Regions from separate parts of the Rattus norvegicus genome. Here regions 1 and 2 are each linked to region 3. The links are chromatin contacts, called in public Hi-C and HiChIP or PLAC-seq maps. All regions are on one chromosome and are shown on one strand. The core of a region is the stretch at or near the end of the contact, and the rest is flanking DNA. Distances in the headings are between cores, read along the strand shown. Region 1 overlaps Atg7 (autophagy related 7). Region 2 overlaps Atg7 (autophagy related 7). Region 3 holds the start of Vgll4 (vestigial-like family member 4).

Evidence for each region. Hi-C and Micro-C count contacts between places; a contact is called where the count stands out from the background. HiChIP or PLAC-seq counts read pairs in DNA pulled down with a chosen protein or histone mark.
Region 1: a contact with region 3 is called in an H3K27ac HiChIP or PLAC-seq map of oligodendrocytes, with 7 times the contacts expected there. The contact joins the enhancer-like site here to the promoter of Vgll4 in region 3. A contact is called at or near these places in 7 of 12 Hi-C or Micro-C datasets (the A7r5 cell line, Schwann cells, frontal cortex and 3 more) and 1 of 1 datasets of contacts at active chromatin or transcription factors (oligodendrocytes).
Region 2: a Hi-C map of liver shows a contact between it and region 3, with 4 times the contacts expected there. The contact joins the enhancer-like site here to the promoter of Vgll4 in region 3. A contact is called at or near these places in 3 of 12 Hi-C or Micro-C datasets (kidney, liver and psoas muscle).

Annotation. Positions count from the first base shown.
Region 1 is chr4:149,540,662-149,545,505 of GRCr8, forward strand. The region is part of intron 17 of Atg7 (autophagy related 7); the gene reads left to right. Among named protein-coding and RNA genes, the nearest start is that of Vgll4, 120 kb to the right of the region's middle. Within about 2 kb of position 1,995, at least 44 of the 93 cell types and tissues checked have an H3K27ac peak or open chromatin away from gene starts, as enhancers often do. A contact at or near this core is called in Schwann cells, where this site is marked.
Region 2 is chr4:149,569,048-149,574,163 of GRCr8, forward strand. The region is part of intron 17 of Atg7 (autophagy related 7); the gene reads left to right. Among named protein-coding and RNA genes, the nearest start is that of Vgll4, 89 kb to the right of the region's middle. Within about 2 kb of position 1,589, at least 30 of the 93 cell types and tissues checked have an H3K27ac peak or open chromatin away from gene starts, as enhancers often do.
Region 3 is chr4:149,657,604-149,662,206 of GRCr8, forward strand. Vgll4 (vestigial-like family member 4) reads right to left here and starts at 2,991. Exons shown (of 5, transcript NM_001015004.2): 1 at 2,495-2,991. The coding sequence starts at 2,576.

The sequences.
Region 1 (4,844 bases), core at 745-3,244, 120 kb before region 3:
GAGTTCAGATTTCTGACACCCATGTAAAAGCCCACTGTGTGTTGGGGGTAGAGGGGCGGTGGTGGTAGTGGTGCGTGCGTGCGTGCCTGTCTGGGAGGCAGAGACAGGAAAATTTCATGGGTCTTGCTGGCCAGCCAGGCTAACCAAAACAGTACACTTATGATTCAACAAGAGACCCAGCCTCAAAATATAAAGTGGTTGGTTGGTAGTGCACACCTTAATCCCAGAACTTGGGAGACAGAATCAGGCAAGATCTCAGTGAGTATGAGACCAGCCTGATTTATAAAGCAAGTCCCAGGCCAACATACATGAGGCCAGAACTACACAGTCAGACCCTGAAAAAAACTCAGAATTAGCCTCTGACTTCCACTTGCGTATATACAGGCAAATGTGCATACATACAAAACACACAGAATTCTAACTTCAAAACTTACTACCTATGCAACCTCCGGATAGTTGCAGGTCCATCCTTAGAGACAGTCCCTCTTCTGTGAAATGGAGGTGACAACATGGTCTAGGCACTGTGAGGACTGAGTAAAATAGGGTAGATTAAGCCTCTACCACAGCAAAGCGACATCCGTCATCACCACCATCACAGTCACATCTTACCTAACAGCATGTGTGCACACTGCTTTGCACTTGTCCTAGATAAGATTGCTATTTCTGTCAGAGTTTAATTATCGTTTCTTTTAACAACAATTCAGAGGGAACAGCTAACAATGCATAAAGATGATAGATGATATTTTTGCTTATCAAGTCAATCTCTGAAGCTGGGCATGATGGTGCACACCAATAATCCTAGCACTTAGGATGCAGAGGCAGGAGGATCACCAGTTTAAGGTTAGCCTGGGAACACAGTGAGATCCTGTCTTCATAAAACCTCTGAAAATTAAATTGTTTCTCTCCCTTCTCCCTCCCTCTCTCCTCTCTCCCGCTCTGTGTGTGTGTGTGTGTGTGTGTGTGTGCGTGTGTGTGTGTGTGCGCGCGTGTGTGTGTGTGTGTGTGTGTGTGTGTGTGATCCCTCAGAAAGTTCTAGCTAGAGCTTCGTAGAGACCTGTGTTTTTTGTTTTGTTTTTTTGTTTTGTTTTGTTTTTTTACTTTTTTTTCCCGTTGGGTGGGAGGGAGGGAGGGAGGGAGGGAGAGAGAGAGAGAGAGAGAGAGAGAGAGAGAGAGAGAGAGAGAGATGATTGACAACCTTCTGTAAGCTGCAAGGTCCTCTAGGCATCCAAGCCTAGGTCCATCCAGAGCTGTGCTCTCTGGAGCATATTCGTGAAATTGCTACAATATTCCTTATTTGTATCTTCCATAGCTGGCAGTAAAATTTAGCTGTAATTATATTCAGGGGGCATCTCTGGGTCTGTTTTAGAATCTGAAGTCTGTGGTTTATTCCTGATGTGGAAATGGACTGGTCCTGCAGGAACAAGAGGAAGGGCTCCACCAGCGACTACTGTCATTGTACTGAAGAGTGCTACGGACATCACCAGGCTAGGCATCGGGATTACGTGGGTTAGTGGTGCTCGACAGTAGCCATGGATTTGTGATTTTGTTAATTCACATAAATTCACTTATGAAGACATAAGTGGGGATCCCAGAAAGAGAGGTGAAAAAATTCTTCCATATATTTTAGAATGCAGAGCTGCTGGAAGCCAGCTCTGTGTCCGAGTCACAGGCACAGTAGACTCACTTGGCAGTTGCATAAAGCAGTCACTCATGCCCATGTGCACAGCCAAGGTCGTTATGGCCTTGATGCCTGGTTAGAGACAAATGAAGCTCCTTGGGGAGTCTTCTGGAAGGCTGTGTGGTGTAATGGAAAAAGCAGAGAGAGAGGTACAAGGCCTGCCTGTACGGTGCTTGTGAGTACTGGCCTGTTCGAGGCCTTGCCAGTGCCCTTTTGTGGCGTGGGGATGGTGATTCGCCTCTCAGAGGGCTGTGCTAAGGACGAGTGTGTGAAGCTTCATCTGTAGGGATTAACAGTGTCTCCTGGCATCACCATCAGCATCATGGCTTAGACCACACTCCTTTGAATTCAGAGACTCAGGATTCTGCTGTCGTCCCACAGGGAGGGCTTTCGAACAAAGGAGCTCTGTTCTGCACTCTTTAGTTTCTCAGGAAACTGGAGAGGAGCTGGGGAATTCTTAGGAGCAGGCAGAAAATGGGCAGCTCCAGGTTAAATTCACTTCTCGGATTTGGATGTGCTTGAGCGTCCCACCCAATCAACCCTCAAAACAGACAGGCGCCAAATGCTCTCCGTTCTGGTTTCGGTTTAGTTCTTGCTGGGGGTCAAGCCCAGGCTTTCACATGTGCTTTGCCTGGGTTCCACCTGTGAGCTGCAGCCCTGCCAGACAACTCTTCACTTCTTTGTTTTGTATGTGGATCTCATCACTCTTGGAAATCATTCACCCATTCAAATATCAGCAATTCTCAAGACAGCAACGATTTTATTTTCCCACCTTACATGCCTCATATAGTGACTAATGCATTGATATTTTTCCTTCCATTTTGACTTCTTTTATTCCAAAATAATAGAGAGTTTTAAAAGATTTCCTCTCCTAATGTCACAGCTAAGTTTCCATTCAGTAGCTGACTAAGAGACTGGGTAGAGACAATCTGTTTGGAAACACCAGGATTCTACAGTGCAGCTGGTTTTCTGAAGATGCTTGCTCAGTCTTTGATGGCACCGTGAGTCCTGTGATGTCCCAAGACCAGGCCTCTAGAGGTCTGACTTGCTAATTCAGTCAGCGGGGAGCATGACTTTCCACCCTGCTCACCCTTTGTGGTATGGCTGGATAGAGCTCAGAATGGCCTCAGGTTTCCATGTCTCTAGGAAGACACTTAGCAAATTATTTTTAAACCATTTGGAGTTGGTGCAAAACACCAGAGGATTCTGCAGACTGAGTGAGTTCAGAGGAAAGTGGAGGCTAGTGGAGCCACCTGCACTTCCTGAGAGGGCGACTCCTTCTCAGCTTGCTGTCCTACTTCCCAGCATTTGCTGCTCTCCCGCTCCCTGCAGGATCTCCCTCTCCCTCTCCCTCTCCCTCTCCCTCTCCCTCTCCCTCTCCCTCTCCCTCTCCCTCTCCCTCTCCCTCTCCCTCTCCCTCTCCCTCTCCCTCTCCCTCTCCATGTGTGAGTGTGTAGATGTATATTTGCACAAGCTCTGTGTGCATGCACTTGTGGAGGCCAGGGGCCAACATTTAGTGTTGTCTTGTATTATTCTCCACCTATTTTTGTTTTGTTTTGTTTTGTTTTGTTTTGTTTTATTTTGGAGACCCAGACCACTACTTCTAGGTTCGTTGTAGATGCTGGGGTTTGAACTCAGTCCGTCATGCCCTCACAACAAGCATTTACCCACTGAATCATCTCCCTATCCCCTAGTGGGCTCTTTTTTTCACTAAAATTCCAAAAGCTTCCACAGCCACTTAGAGTTAGGGCTGGACTGCTCAAGAAAAGTGGGTATCTGAAGGTCTGGTCCCTCAAGTGAGCTCCTGTCAATCATTAGTCTTCTCCTTGTGGAGAAGTGGCATTCTTGGCAGTGAACTACGTAATGGAAAAAGCTGAGCCACAGCAGAAAGAGCTCACAGCCTACCTACCTCGCTCTCTTAAACCCTGAGACCTGTTCCTCACAATTCCTCTGGGACTCTAGGCACATGGATGAGGAGGGTGGGGAGGGTCTTGGGGTCTCCAGAGGCTCACCAGATGTCATCTTGATCTGATATGTTTAGCACAGTCCCCTGAGTGGATGTGTGTGCTTTCAATGTCTGTAGGCAGCTGTGCTGAGCTGAGCTGAGCTGTGCTGAGCTGAGCTGAGCTGTGCTGTGCTGTGCTGTGCTGTGCTGAGCTGAGCTGTGCTGTGCTGAGCTGTGCTGTGCTGTGCTGAGCTGTGCTGTGCTGTGCTGTGCTGAGCTGTGCTGTGCTGTGCTGTGCTGTGCTGTGCTGTGCTGAGCTGTGCTGTGCTGTGCTGTGCTGAGCTGTGCTGAGCTGAGCTGTGCTGTGCTGTGCTGTGCTGTGCTGTGCTGTGCTGAGCTGTGCTGTGCTGTGCTGTGCTGAGCTGTGCTGTGCTGTGCTGTGCTGTGCTGAGCTGTGCTGAGCTGAGCTGTGCTGTGCTGTGCTGAGCTGTGCTGTGCTGTGCTGTGCTGAGCTGAAATGAGCTGTGCTGTGCTGTGCTGGGCTGGGCTGGGCTGGGCTGGGCTGGGCTGGGCTGGGCTGGGCTGGGCTGGGCTGGGCTGGGCTGGGCTGGGCTGGGCTGAGCTGAGCTGAGCTGTGCTGGTGACATTCTCATATGAGTGGGTAGCCACTGGTGGGTGCTAGAGCAGCACGCCGCTGCCCTGTCTTGTTGGACTTTGCATCATGGCCCCTCTCGTCTCTCAGTGAATATGCTTATTGCATATTGGTAACCAAGCCCTGACTTGTTAGCAGAGGGTGGCTAGGTAGAAGGTAGGAAGATGCAGAAAAGCCACTAACAAAATGTCCTTGCATATCTGCCTTTAAGGACAAATGAAGGACACTATTTTTTAGTCCACCAATTTGTGTGTGTGTATGTGGGATGTGTGTGTGAGTGTATATGTGGGGTGTGTGGGGTGTGTGTGTGTGTTCTTTTTTTTTTTTAACTTTGAGACAAGGTCTTGCTTAGTGGCTGAGGCTATCCTTGAACCCAATGAAAACATCCATTGCTGGCTGAGTGGGTGGGAGGATGGGTGTGTAGATGAATGAGTGGGTGGAGGCATGGATGGGTGAGTGGGTGGAGGCATGGAAGGGTGAGTGGGTGGAGGCATGGATGGGTGAATGGGTGGAGGCGTGGGTGGGTGAGTGGGTGGATGTATGGATGGGTGAGTGAGTGGAGGTGTGGA
Region 2 (5,116 bases), core at 339-2,838, 90 kb before region 3:
TGTCTCTCCCTGTGCTTACCTTGGACTGGAAAAGCTTTAACCACCATTCCCAGCCCTCAAAGAGGGAACTTTGCCTAAAATTAGGAAATCTGGGTATCTGGGGGACCCAGAAATTCTAGGGTCAAGCATAAAAGACTTGCCAAATATGTGTTCTAGAGGCGATAGTGTGGCAAAGCTCTTCTGCATCCTGGTCCCCTCTACTATATTTAAGACTGTTGAATCTTGGCTAATCCACTTTGGAAATTTCATTAAAGTCACCTAACCCTTTTGAGAGTAATATAGGGGGCCATCCTAATCACAGGGGAAGGGTACAAATGGCATACATGGGAAGGCTTTGTCAACGGGAAATTCCTAAGCAACTCTTGGTTATACTTAGTGGGGTTTGAGGCGGTTTTCTAGTCTTGTCCTGTAGGAGGAACTCATGAATTCAGCTATGTAGCTGAGATTGGCCTTGAACTCATGATCCTCCTGCTTGTACTTCCTGTCTACTGAGATTTCAGGCATAGCCACCACACTCAACCCAATTAGTGAGCTTTTTAATGAGTACGTCTCTGCAGATATGCCTTCTTTTTATTGTAAGTAAGACTACCTAAGCTCCCACATGATGGCAAAGAGTCCCAAACGGCTAAGCTGGAAATGTGTTTCTCTGTTTCTACTTTGTGGAGCAGTCTGGAGCAGCACTGTCTAACATGGCGGCCATTAAATACCCACTGATACTCACGCAAATGGGTTAAAAATAAATGTCATCTTTTCCATGGTCCTAGATGCATTTGGAGAACTGTTAGCACTGCTATCAGCAGCCTTATTGAGCAGTACAGTAGGGCTCCTAAGTCATCACAGGAAGTCTAGCGACACAATGGGAACCTGATGCCATGGCTCAAAAGGCAGTCAGCCCACGGCACCATTGTATGGCGCCTCCCTGGTAAAGATTCATAATGTGTTTGGTTTCGTGTTCATTTGACAGTGTCATGTAGCCAGCAGGGTCACTTCAGCTGACTAATGTTTTGTGAGTGCAAAATAAAAATGTATAGAGTTATAAAGGAAGTTAATTAGGTTAAAACACAGTGGCCAACATATTAAAAAGAAAATACAACAAACCAAAAACAAGTTTGTGGCCTGTGTGTTCTCAATAATCCAGTAGTAATCCAGTGGCATCCACTTGACTCCCGTGATTTTAAATTTGTGATGAGTATTTGTAGTATTTCATGGTAATTTGTGGCAAGTATCACAGGCCCAGTGTCATTTCTGTTGGCATTAGAGCCATGGATACTGCCCAGACTACTGTGCTCAGTTCCCTATGGCATAAGTGAAAGAAGAGCTACATTTCTCAGAGATTAGTAAAAAATAGTTTGTTGGTGTTTCCTTACCACCACCACCACCCCCAGCCAAACATACAGACAAATGAATTCTATTTATGGGTGTGCCCCTTGGAAGTGCTGGGGGCCTCAATGGTAAGAGGCCTTGTTGAGGGCTGACACACTGTACATGCAAGCCAATTCTTTGGAGAGAGGAAAAAGGAAATAGAGGGGAAGGATTTTCCTTTAAAGGCTGGACCTAAAAATAGGCTTATACCCCATTGGCCAACAGGGAGTCGTGTGATCACATTAGAGCACACAGCCTTCTGGGAAATGTAGTCCATAGACAGCCCGTACCTGGCTGGTGGAAAATGGGGCTCTTCTATTAGTCAGGAAAATGGCTAATAAGATAAAGAGCAGTCTGGGCCACAGCTTGGTTCATCACTGCAGAATCAAAACAAAAAATTTTTCTTTTCAAAACCTGCTGTTGATAGTGTAGAACTTAAAGTTTGAGGTAGGGAGGTAGCAAAAGGAAGAGTTTTGCCCCTTACAGATGTGCACAGCCCCACAGTGGCCCCAGACCCTGAGGCATGCAGTATTTAAGCCACATGTAGCATATAACAGTCCCCAGTTCTGTATCCGTTCCTGCAGTTGTTGATGTTGTCATTAGCATAGGGCCTAAGAAGGGGGTTGCTTTTCCAAAGGCCTTTACCTTTCCAGGGGGCTTTAAATACCTTCACACTCCTTATTTGGTTAAAACTGTCAGGCCACTTCCTCAATCTCTTCCTTCCCAAGTTAGTTAATACAGCTCCTCACAGCCACGGCCTGCAGCTTACAAAGGGTTTGTCTGAACAGCAGTAGTGCAGGCCTGCCTGGTTGACTTCTGCTGGCAGGAGGGAAGTAGAACAGCTACAGAAGCCCAGATAGCCCATAAAGGGTCATGTGTACCCTGTACATAGTCAGCAAAATCCAGACGGACTTTTTTTCCCAGATGTAACTTGAGTGTTGTGTTTTATCTTTGAAGCACCAGAGTTGGACACCCCAAAGAAGCAAACTCCCAAGTCTTCCAGTTCCTTCCCACCAAAACTCCTTGAACATCCTAGGCATAACCATGTCTACTGACAAATAATCCCTGCGGCATAGCATTCATAATGGCCTTTCAAGTATGTGACCTTTAGACATTTGTTCAATTAAGGGTGATTTTCATTTAGTCTCCGGGTCACAGTTGTTCAGTGTTTTGTGATGTTTCTTGCCACCCTCCCCCAGCCCATTTCTACTTTTAAAATGTGATTCACTAGGAAAATATGATTCTATTAATTGAGTGGATTTGAGAGCCAATTTTTTGGGAGCGTGTATATCTCTGTAAAGTGAGAGCCCCGTGGAAATCACCCATGTTCTAGCAGTCACATTTTCCTTGACTCCGAGGCTGCTTGCTGTTTCCACATCTCCCATCCATCAAAAGTAAGCCCACCCAATGAGATCTCCAGAGTCTGTGACAGCCTAGGCTCCCGATAGGGCTCTCTGCCCGAGATAGGAACAGGATCTGCAGATGGCTATTTTTATAGGCAAAGCTTTCTAAGTTGATTTCTTTGAACCCAGAAGGGCTTCTTCCCTCTGGCTACCACTGTTTTCCTTCACTGCGGAGTGGGGCCTTTTGTGTGTGTGTTGCTGGCCTGCCTCTCTCCCGCTTCTCCAGCCAGCTGGTAGCTTCAGGAGCCAGAAAGAAGGAAGGTGCTTGAAAGAGTTGCCTGAAATCCTATATCTTCACCCCTTTTCAGGATCATCTTTCTCTCATCCTGCCCAGAATGTCACCAACCCCGCCCAATAGGCCACAAGAACTCAGGGGCGGCTGCTTGTCTAAAATAGATATCCCTCAGTTCACAAGATCACCCTTCCCCCATTCAGAATAGACTGCATCTGCTCCACTGCTCCACTGCTACCCCAAGCATAAGAGCCAAAACAACCCCCAACCCCACCCTGTTCCCCAACAAAAACACCATAGCCACCTTCACATAGTAGAGTAACTGCTGGGGAACCAAACTGGCTGGGCAGACGCTGACCCTAGTAGAGCTCTCTGGAAGCCTCCTTGCTTCCTTGGTCCCCAGTGAAGGATGTTTTACTCGACCCTCACCCAGGCCATCTCAGTCCCCTGCATGGCTCCTCCCCTACTCCTTCCTCTATATACTAGTTATCCATCTACAGAGGCTACACAGAAGGCCCACCCTTCCTTTGCAAACTTCCCAGGTTTTCCTGCTGAAAACAGCACATTCTCACAGGAAACCCTGGCTGATGCTGTGCCTTTTTTCACTCTGTGTGTGTGTGTGTGTGTGTGTGTGTGTGTGTGTGTGTGTGTGTGTGTGTGTGTCCTTGCTGTTCTTGGCAATCAGACTTGTAGGCTTAGGGGTAGAGTTGATAGCTTAAAGTGTAAATGTTTATGTTAGTCAGTGTATGCTGTTTGCAGCATTCCCCAGCTCCCTTAGGTAATTGCCCAATCTGTGCCTTCACTCAGGGTGAGGAAAACTCCCTTACTTTACAGTTCCTTGGCTCCCCAAGGTTCCCAGCCCTGCCTCTTGTCAGGCCTGACTGCAGACATCCTTTTACCTCCTGGAGAGAGCACCAGAAGTAAGAAGAACCCTTTACCAGTGCATGGCTGTATACACTCAGGGCCCCCAGCCTGGTGCCAGCCTGTTAAGCCCCCAAACCAGGTTACCAATCATGCCCACTCCAGCTCTGAGCTTTGTTCTGCCTTGCTGGTATTCCATCCGAGGGAAAGGGTGCCACTCAAAGGAGAGAAGAGATTGATGGAGTGACATGATTTCTGAGAGGCAGAGAGCTCAGGATAAAAACAGCAGCTGCCATTTGAGGAGCATCTGCTGCGTACCGTGGTCAGGGCTTTATGTAGTCACTTGAATCCCTATGACTTCTCTTTGAAGTCCTGGTAGCCTGTTTATGGGGAAGGAAAACTGGGCTCCAAAAGAGGAAGCAGTCGGTCCAATACTAGGGAACGTGGTAGAGTCAAGCTCTGGACCCAGCTAGGGTGACACAAAGCTGAAGGCCACATGTGCCAGGGTGGCAGATTTTCCTCCCTGGGCAGTGATCTTTGAGAGAGGCAGGGTCGCCTGGGAGATGATGGCTGCAGTTCTTTCCCTGAGTCTGATGGTTTTCAGATCAGCAAGCACTGTCCTGTGCTCAGGCCCTGTCCCCTTTGCAGAAGGGACTTAGGATTTTCCCACTGGGAGAGGGAGACACGAGGGGCTGTGTATTCAGGGAAATGCCACCCACTCTAGTTATTCACAGGGCTCCCGTGTGTCAGCCTGGGGACTCTGCTGTATGGACTTCTAGCTGCCGGGATGACTGATACTCAGAAAGTGCCAGCTGCATCTCTGTCAATAGCCAGTGTAGGGGGCGTAGGGAGTTCCACTTTCGAAAGTCTCCCCACAGTGAGTTAATGGAGCCCTGGCAGAGCACACTGCTAGCCACAAGGAAAATTGGAAATAGAAGGTTTGGTTCCTTGCAGAGCCATGATCCTGCTGAATAGACGGCCAGGCACTGTGGTTAGCGCTGACGTGTCTGGCAGGATAGAGCATGGGAGGAGAGATGGACTCGGCCGTTGGGATGCTTCCATGAGAGGGAGGGGCTTATTTATTTTTAACTGTGTATGTGATAGAAATATTCTTGTATACAGAGCCAGTTATACTATGGCACATGAATTTTAGGAAAAATAATCCATGCGTGAGACGAGCCCATTTCCACAAAGAACTTGGACTTTATGAGGCATAAGACATGACTTGCATGGTTAAAGATGGCAGCTGTCAGACCTA
Region 3 (4,603 bases), core at 1,741-4,240:
GGAACAACCCCAGCCATTTAGAACAGGTCTGGGCTACACGGGGCTCCTCAGTAGAAGAAGGTGGGTTTAGCAGAAGATAATATAGGCTCCGGCCCACGGCCTCAAGGAGGGAGGGCAAGCCTGAGTGGACCCAAAGGTAAGATCCAGGGGTCCTTGTGTGCTGCGGGGTAAGTGGCTGACCCATCTTCATGGCAGCTGCTAAGAGAAGGAAAGTGGTGAGGACACAGTTCACCTGAAGCACCTAGGCTTGTCATTGAACCCACCTGGGCAGAGTGTTCTCCTCCTACACCTTCACTTCTAAAGCCAACAGGGCAAATGCTGAGTCTCTCCCCTATTGACAGGCAGGAAGGAGACTGGCCTGCACCCCAGATGAAATCAAATGCCACCTACCCCCCCCCCCATCCGCTCACCATCCACATCACTGCCCTGGCCCGATGCAAACAATCGCAGCCCTTCAGAATTTAAATGGACCAACTTCTCTTTTGGTTGGTTGGCTGGTTGATTTGTTTGTTTGTTTAAGACAGGGTGTCTATATATAGCCCTGGCTCCCCTGAAAGTGCAGGCTGGCCTCAAACACAGAGATCCACCTGCCTCTGCCTCCTCAGTGCTGGGATTAAAGACGTGTGCCACCAGTCTTAGCCGTGTTCGGACTTTTTACAGGAGAGAACCCCATGTATGATTTACACCCATCCTTCCACATGGCGCTGGCAGTTGAGACCAGATGTGTGTGGTGTTTACAGCGAGGAAACCAGAGGACATAAACAACTGGCTCTGAGCGCCACTCGGGTTTTCCTGTGCTTTCCTTCATTTCCGGTGTATTTATTTTGGTGTTAGAATAATATTACCTTTCATAATAAGGAAAACAGGAGCAGATGTTTAAGCTAAACAGATGATAGCCTATGATCCCACTCGGCTCTCGGATTCTTAGCCTGTTCCTCCAAACAGAGAAGGAAACAAGACAGCTAACTGTTGGCATCTGTGCTTTCTGTGGAATCATTCGCCCACCTGCGGGAGCTGCAGAACTTCCTCCCGGGACACGAGGAAAGAACCACTGTCCTAGCAGTCTCTGAGCTCCTCACCCAGGCCAGCCAGGCACTCTTTTGTTTTGTTTTGTTTTTTAATGTCAGATTATTTGTTGACAAAGAAATCATATTAAAAGTTTTCAGCTTTTGTTGGAGATGCTGATTTTTTTTTTTTTTATTTTTAGAGACAATACACGAATCCCACCAGAAATCGTTTCTGGTGACTTCTGGAGAATCCAACCTTTGAGATGAGGGGCCTGGAAGCTGAGACGCTTCTTATATGTGGCGGAAATTTGTCAAAGTAAAGTAAATTAATATCTTATTTTTAAAAAGCAAAACAATAACAACAACAAACGCCCTTTAAGATTTTCCCCATGGAGTTAATTTTAAAGCAATCTTGAAAGAGAGCGGGTATGTTTTCAATAACTTAGGAAGCAGATCTGAAACTTTACATGAACACAAACAGTGCTGCTTTCCCTTCTAACTTCTGTTCAAGAAAAAGCAGAGGACCCCTAGGTTTACTAGGGGGAGAAAACCCAGAGCCTGCTGCCCACAACAGGAAGATGTACCCTGATTCCTACATGTTTTTACCAGGAAAGACTGCCCGGCAGCCCCAGGTCTCTCCCTGCCAGTCCAGTACCACAACTCAACCCCATTATCCTGGTCTCAAAGCACACGTAGGTAAGATTCCAAAAGATGGGATTGGGGTTTTCTCCAGAGAAACTTAAAATACTACAGGGAGTGCCCAGGGGAAGGGGAGGTGATGAGCCAACCTAGGGGTGGGGGCATTTTCCACTTTCTTCAGCCTTCTGGCTGCTTGTTGTGCAATTGCCAGGGGCTGAGGTTGGAGGGAGCCTGTCTCACTGTCAGCTCTCTACACAGGAAATGGGGCGGCAGACAAAGAGCCTGGCCTGGGCTCCCTGACACCAGGCCCTGCCAGCTCCACAAAATCCACAGAAAAAAACCCTCGATGTCTGAGACAATGGCTCAGGAAAACAAGAACTTACTTGTGGCTTTCTGTTGTTGTTCCTCTACCACATGAAATGCAGAGCAAGGGTCCACACAGAACACTGTACACGTACACGGTGATATGTTTAAAAATAAGTCCCAAAGCCCCTCCCCTCTACTCTAACACCCACATGTTTAACTTTTCCTAGCTTCTAAAAATTCCTACGTATGCATAAAGTACCAACAAAATCAAAAGAGAAAATCATTTCAAATGTAATGATCTTGTCAGATCTTGCTAGTACATTGCAAGTAAACTTTCAACAATGTGTCGCCTCCAGCCCTTCCCCGCTGCCACCCTCCTGCCAGGCAAAAGCCAACTGTCCTGAAATGGTGTACAACTCTCTTTCCAGTCACTCCACCATCACGAGAAAGACAAGAAAATGTTCATAAGCCAGTCAGAGCCCCCCCCCCAAAAGGAGGAGTGGCCGTTACAAACTCAAAAGAGTACATTCTGGAACATCTACCTTCATAGCACAGAACGCCGATATTGTTGTTCATCTTGTCCAAGTACTGGTAGTTCAACAGGTCCATCTTCATAAACAGCATTTATCTGTCCGGCTAGCAAAGAAAAACAGTTCTTTGCTTTTACCCCCAGAAAGTTTCAAAATTCAGTCTTTAGCTGAGTAGCACCAGGCTCTCCTAACACTTCAGGAAGACAGAGGCCCAGCCTCACAAGATCAAAACAAAGTATGTAAAAGGCTTTAAAAAAAAAATCATACACACAAAAAAATCAGACTCAAACAAAACCCGTCAAGGGCTTGTGGGAGGTGTCGGATCCTGTCTTCTATTCGGCTTTAAAAAATCATTTCAGAAGTCTTCTCAAGCCTGTCTTGGGGGTTTAAAAAGAAAGCAGTAAAAAAGAAAAACACAAAGCACATTTCTTAGGACAAAGGCACTCTCCCTCACAGCCCGCTGCAAGCTGACTGCACTGACATGCTGGCTATGCTTGGTATGACTCGTATGTAAACCAGCTTCCTCTGCTTTGGGGGGGGGGGTGTTGTGAGCATGCTCACTGGCGCCTCGGCACAGGATCAGGCTCTAGGCGCATGCAGAGTTAGCAGGAAGCAGAAAGAGGAGGGGACAGTGAGGCACAGGGGGTGAGGAGAGTCTTTCCTCTCAGAGGCCGCCAGAGCCAGAGGCCGAGGAAGAGAACCCAGCAAGTTTTTGGTTGTTTTGTTTGTGGGGAAGGCTAAGCACAAAGTTTAAAAAAGAAAACCTGCTGTGGAGGCAAAGTACATGGAACTTAACTTTCGGTAACTTTATTCCAGGGGCTGGGAATCCAGGGCTTCCACCCGGTGTGCTGTATTCAGTACAAGGTTTCTTTGTTTCTTTGTAAGATGGTTTTATTATGTCCAGGGACACAGTGAATGTTTACATTTTCAAAGTCAATGTTACATGTAACTTCCTTCCTAAGCTCTGTAGCTGCACAGATGCGAGGGACACCAGAGGCAAATCTTTCCACAGAAGAGGAAACTGAGACCCAGGGACAAGTGAGTGGCCTACAGATCACACACACACACACACACACACACACACACACACACACACACACACACATGCACAACAGGGGGCGGACAGAACTTCCTGCAGAGGTGGCTAAGAGCACTGGCTCCTTTTGCAGAATACTCAGCATCCAGCACTCACAGAGCCTGTAACTCCAGTTCCATGGGACCAGATGCCCTCTTACGGCCTCCGTAGGCACTACATGCCCATGGTGCACATGCTGGCAAAACAACCATATACATAAAATACTTCTTTAAAAAGTCTAATTGTTTTCTAAACTCATCTGAGAGGTTGTGATCAATCATGGAAACTTTCAAAATATTCCAAGTTCGAATAAAGAGCAGCGTTGAGCTTCATCAGCATCATCTGAGAAAGGAAAAGACCTGCTATAAGTGACTTTATGACAGCCAGGCAGTGTGGTACAAGACTGTAATTATAGTCAGACACTGAGGGAGAGGGACTGCCACTAGTTTCAAGACCTATCTGGGCTACTGAGTAAGCCCCATCGCACCTTCCAAAGACTCCTCTGCATTCACTTATTTTAAGATTGAAACAATTCCCTACAGATGTAGGGATACGCATAAAACAGCAACTTCTCTTCTGTGTTTTGTAGGCAACAGGACACTAAGCCCAATCCCAGGGACCTATGTGGTGAAAGGAATCCTCCAAAAGTCAAACATAGACATGCTCGGTTTTTTTCCCCCACTAAGATGGGGGTCTCACTCTCAAACTCATAGAGATCCACCTGCCTCTGCCCACCCAGTGCAGGGATTAGAGCTGGGCACCACTATGCCCGCTCAGATATGCTCAGCTTTAAATGGCTGACTGTTTTTACATTTCTCCACATTGCTTATTAACCCACGATGGGTGTTTTCCTTATGTGATGAAGGTGAAGGAGAAATTCTCCACTTTAAAGTTAAAGGGGCAAGGCAGTAATCCCTGGGAAGACATGTGTCACTTTTAAAAGAAGATTTATTTTTATATTTAATTATGTGCATGTGTGTAGAGTGGGGAGGGGGCTGTGCATGTGAGTGCAGGGGGTACCTACAAAGTCCAGAAGAGGTTATTGG